Regions from separate parts of the Bos taurus genome. Here region 2 is linked to region 1. A link is a contact called in public Hi-C data. All regions are on one chromosome and are shown on one strand. Each heading gives the region's core, a stretch centred on a gene start, on an enhancer-like site or on the middle of the called end of the contact. The rest is flanking DNA. Distances are from core to core; before and after follow the strand shown.

The links. A called contact is a pair of places that touch in the nucleus more often than the background predicts.
Region 2: a Hi-C map of liver shows a contact between it and region 1, with 2.4 times the contacts expected there. The contact joins two enhancer-like sites. A contact is called at or near these places in 2 of 11 Hi-C or Micro-C datasets (liver and skeletal muscle).

What each region holds. Positions count from the first base shown.
Region 1 is chr6:86,496,718-86,499,415 of ARS-UCD2.0, reverse strand. It overlaps a transcript of SLC4A4 not described here. Among named protein-coding and RNA genes, the nearest start is that of SLC4A4, 5.1 kb to the left of the region's middle. Within about 2 kb of position 1,320, at least 36 of the 102 cell types and tissues checked have an H3K27ac peak or open chromatin away from gene starts, as enhancers often do. A contact at or near this core is called in liver, where this site is marked.
Region 2 is chr6:86,954,164-86,956,861 of ARS-UCD2.0, reverse strand. It overlaps a transcript of GC not described here. Among named protein-coding and RNA genes, the nearest start is that of GC, 52 kb to the left of the region's middle. Within about 2 kb of position 1,356, at least 15 of the 102 cell types and tissues checked have an H3K27ac peak or open chromatin away from gene starts, as enhancers often do. A contact at or near this core is called in liver, where this site is marked.

The DNA of each region.
Region 1 (2,698 bases), core at 71-2,570:
TATTGCATCTACACTCCTAGTACTTACTATCTCCCCTTCAGGAAACAAAGAGTAGTGTAGCCCACATTTCTTTTCAAAGTGCACGCTTTCTGGTCCTATAACCTACAGAATCCAACACAACTTCCTATAGTCATTTCTGCACCCCTACCACTAACCAAGCTGGTCCCAAAGCCATTTACTAACTTTTCACACATTTCCTAAATGAAAAGGTTAGCTTTTGCACCTAAGCTCTTCCCCAAATCGCACACAACAAACAATCAAAGCAGAAGTGAAGGAAGTCAACAGTAACAACTAAAGGAGACTAGACAAGCTTTAATGCCAAAATCACTTCCTAGGCGGAGAAAACCATCCAGCCTGACTGAAGCACTGTGCACAGGCTCCGGGTTAGAGGGAGCATAATGGTAGGGGCATTCGTTGGCTCTTTGATACATATTTCACATTCCCTCCAAGACTATACATAGCAAGTAACTAGAAACCTAGTTCTTTCTGGTGGACAGTGCGGAGCATCTGTAAGCACCCTCCTTCCTGTAAAAAGTGCAAAGGAAAATGCAAACTGAAAATATAGAACCTGCATGCCCAGAGCAGCCCTTTCCTTGTCAAGAGCAAGTGCAGCCTGGCACATCTCGGCTTTGACACAGAATTCAGGGATTTTATAGCTTTCTTCCATCTTTATACCACAAGTGTCCATTGTTGGGGTTTGTGCACACCCCACCCGAGACCAAATCCTCTCAGCAGTTGCTTGCTATTATTAGTAAGACAGAGATATCTTTTAAAATGCCCCGTCTGACCCAACCAGTTTTTCCCTCTATCAGTAGGAAGAAATGAACTCCTCTAGTTCCTAATCAGGCCCCCAAAATCTACGCTAAAATGTTCCTTTCACACCAACTGCACTTGCTGAAAACAAAGAAGGGAGGGAGCATGCTTCTAAACAGTTCCCTAGGCTGCTCTTGTCGTCAGCATGAGGCAAAGTTCAGAATAGATTTGGAAGCTTCTCACCAGCATCACGGGGAGAAGGGTCATACCAGTCAGTATAAAATCCATGCGGGGCCAACACTGCCTTCCTTCAGCAGGACGTCTGACAGCAGAAGTCAGACCCCTTCCCCCAGCAATCCACATACCCAATGTGGGGCTTCTCCCATCCTCTGTTATGCTGGGAGCTGCAAGTGATTTAACTGTAACCCATGTCAAATCAGCTGCCAAACAGACTGGCCCTCAACAGCCGGTCCTAATCACTGCACAGGCTTGTAAGGGTGACTTAAGCCTGGCACGAGAAACATTTGTGCAAAACTGTCGGCCATTGGGCCCTGGGCACCCATCTACATTCCACCCCTCTGAGTTCCCAGCCCTAGAGCCCTCGCCAACTGCCAACGTGCTCACCAGCTAGTCCACACAGCGCATGCAGCTGCCACTCAGCCAGTCAGCAAGTGGCAGGCCGCCAGCACGCAAGTTTCAGAATGCGAGCATGCCCCGTCACAGTGCTGCTAAAGGTTGAAGGTCTCTGTGTGCTAGCCTTTAGATTCGCCTCACTTGCCCTCCCACCTCCCTTCTCTCACCCCTCCCGGGTTCTGCCTCCCACGGTAGCATTTCACTCGTCTCTATAGTAACAGCATCTGGTTTCAGGGTTATAACTTTATGCAGAGCATTTCTCCTCCGAAGCAAGGGCTTTTGCCAAAGGATGCACTAGCAGCAAAAAGGCTGCTGCTTAAGGTGGAGCCACATGTTCCCTTGTCACCCCCCAGAATGCGGCTATGTTCTCAGCTGCAGGGTCACAGCAGCGGCACCGCTCAGACCCAGAGAAGCAGAAAGCAGCCCTTCCACCTTGGTATGCCCACTCCCACTGCCAGCCCCTCTCCTCCACACCCTGCTCTCCACTTAGCTGCACGGGGATCGAATGAATACTGGTGCTTCCTGATTGCTTTCAAGAAGGCACCAGACCATGCACAGCACCCTCAGGAGCAGAGTAGCTCCAGTTGTTCATACGTCTGTATCTGAGCTCAACACCACTGGTTCTTTCCATGCGTACAGCTTAAAATTTACTACTTAACCTCATATTTAAACTCATCTCACTTTATCCTCACTAGCCTGATCTGTTTACAAGAGCCAGGGAACCCCGTAATCTCTCACTTTACAACAGCTTTCCCATGCACAGCAAATGTTTACACACATGCCCGCACACACCAAAGTGACGCACGGAGGGGAGTGGACAAGTACCAGGAAGTGAAGAGTTGTATTATCATTGTTATTACTTGTTGCTGCTGTAAATTTATATTTACACTGTGTGTAAGGGCCTTTCCTTGAGGGGTACAAGGAGTTCGTCTCAAGTCTCAGAGCTCAATGCAGGTTGCCCCTGCTTCTCAGCTGGTTAGATCACGTGAGAGGCAAAAAAAAATTGGTATTTTCACAGGTCTTTTTCAGGAGCCACCAGTACTGACATTTACAAGTATACACTCACACACACACACAGACACACACATCTCTCCGAATTCTATTTCCTATTCAAATCATCTCCAAGAAGAGGGGAATCATTAGCATCGCCAATCATTTGCCAGTGTAATGTTTTCAAACTTTGGAAACCACACAGTGTTTTATTGGTGTCTTTGTTGTTTTGGAAAATCTGCTTTCCACGTTTTCAACACACACGTAAAGAACAGCATCAGTTAGTTCTCTAAAAGCACAGGCAACAGGGGCCAGCAATCCC
Region 2 (2,698 bases), core at 107-2,606, 460 kb before region 1:
TCTATACTCAACCTATATACATATCTTATTGACACTGAAATTGGTAGTTAGATACACACTGACAATTCCAAAGGGTATCCCAAAGGGTATTCTCAACCATAATTATCAAGTTAAAAAGTGGAAAAGCCTGTATTTATATTTCTCTTTATCCCATTTCCACAAGGAAATCAGATCTACCCAGGCTACATTTTGCAGAATATATTACCTTTTAAATAAACATTTATTGAGCATCTGGCCAGCATTTACAAAGGACATTCCCCACTGTCAGAGGAATTTCCACTCTAGAGGAAAGACCGGCATCTATACCCATAACTAGAGAGTAAATGACATCCCCCAAAGAAAGGAAATTGCAGAGGTAAGGGTTGGTCAGTGGCGAGTCTCCACATCTGAACGTCAGCACAGGTTCTTAAAGGCTTCCCTGGTGGCTCAGATGGTAAAGAATCTGCCTGTAATGCAGGAGACCTGGGTTTGATCCCTGGGTCAGGAAGATCCCTTGAAGAAAGAAATGGCAACCCACTCCAGTATTCTTGCCTGGAGAATCCCATGGACAGAGGAGCCTGGTGGTTTACAGTCCATGGGGTCGCAAAGAGTTGACATGACTAAGCAACTAACACTTTCTCTTTCTTTTCAGTTTCTTGAAGGTGATGCTGCTCTCTGCAATGAAGTCAGCTCAAGGGCAGGTTACCTTGTAATGCCCCTTGCCCATGCAAGAAGCATGTCATCTGTCTTTTCTTCTCTTGCATCTCACCAGCCAAGTCATCTTTCCTGAAAATTCCAGCTGGCAATTGAAGTTCAGAAGGACAATGAGAATGATATATCAATCATCAGCCTTTAGTTGAAAAATCACCATAAATTGTTTGGTTTTATCTTGTTAGTTTGTTTACCTTAGTGATAGGTAGGAAGATTACACATCAAAAATAGTAATTAAAATAAGTCATGCTGCCACATCTACAATCAGGCTCTGGATAAACAGAAATGAGACAGAATGTGTCTTCCAAGGTCATCAATAACCAGCTCTGGACTTTCTTTTGTACTTGTTACTTAATCCTCCTTTTTACTCAAATTCTCCACAGGGTTTCCAGTGTTCAAATCACAGTGATAATAATACTTTATATATGTTTGACACTTTTCAATGTATCTGTCCTTCGTCTAGCCCGGACCCTCCCCATGGGGCCAGGCATTCACAGGGCCAAAGGGACATGCACACCCAAGAATCCATTTTTCCTCCTTCCAGACCTTGCTGTAGGACACAGGGTGCAGAATGACTTGCAAAATTCCAGCACCTACACAGGCATCTTCTGCAGGCTGACCGCACTGTCAGCGGGCCAAGAGGGAGTTGTTTGCAGAAGATGTGGACAGGGTTCAGACACGTGGGCTGAGGACTGAACATGCGTGTAAATGAGATCATCAGAGACCTGGACAGATTGGACCTGGCAAAGAGACAGTAACAGGTCATGGGCTGGAGGCTGGCTTTCTGCCTTCTGCCAAGTTCAATCATAGAGCTCAGAGGACTCTAAGGATTTTAAACTTAAACCCGGATGTTCAGGTTGTTATGAAGACATATTTGCCAAACTAGGAGGATAGAACATATTTTATTTATTTAACGGCTTGTTAGCTTAATTTCAAACTTTTAAATATGTAGACATATGCTATATGGGCCTCCATTTGGATTCTTACACCTTGGCCTGCAGTTTTGGGTCCACTCTGTATTTTGCAGGTACTAAAATGAGTCAATTAAATGATTTCTTCCCTTTTTCCCCCACCACCGAAAAGCAGTTCCCAGCTGTCTCACCCAAACAGGTTTAACAACAAGTTACACCCAGGCTTATCAGGATGGTGACTTAAAGCAAGCTACTGGCTCTCTCTCCTCCAGAAGCAAGCCTGGAAATTGTGAAAGAAAATGAAAATGATTTGAGGGACTAACAACCATAATGATAATTATGAGAATCCTGGAGAGTCTGAAGGCTGGAGGATCCCCTAAAGGCTATCTTGAACTTGGGGACAGAGAGGAGAGGGAGGTTGAATTGTAATGGTTTCAACCCTGGGCAGAGAAAGCCAGAGGAAAGCTTCTAAACTCAGCTCATGCACTCAGAAAAGTTTAAAACTCTAAGAATATCATAAAAGAAAGCCTGAATGAATGAAAAGACAGTGTATGCTCCCACAGTCAATAACTCGCTATCATAAAAATATCAATTCTCTTCAAATTTATCTATAAATTAAATGCAATCACCATTAAAATTCCCAATGAATTTTTTATCAGTCATTCCAAATCCTTATTTGAAAATGGTGGACTTCCCTGATGGCCCAGTGGTAAAGAATCCACATGCCAAAGCAGGGGATATGGGTTCAATCCTTGGTCTGGGAAGATCCCGAAGCAGCTAAACCTGAGCACCACAACTACTGAAGCTGTGCACTCTAGGGCCCACATGCTGCAACCACCGGAGACCATGCACCTAGAGCCCATGTTCTGCAACAAGAGAAGCCACCACAATGAGAAGTCCAGGCACCACTGCTGCTGCTGCTGCTGCTGCTAAGTCACTTCAGTCATGTCCGACTCTGTGCGACCCCACAGATGGCAGCCCACCAGACTCCCCCATCCCTGGGATTCTCCAGGCAAGAACACTGGAGTGGGTTGCCATTTCCTTCTCCAGTGCATGAAAGTGAAGTTGCTCAGTCGTGTCCGACCCTCAGCGACCCC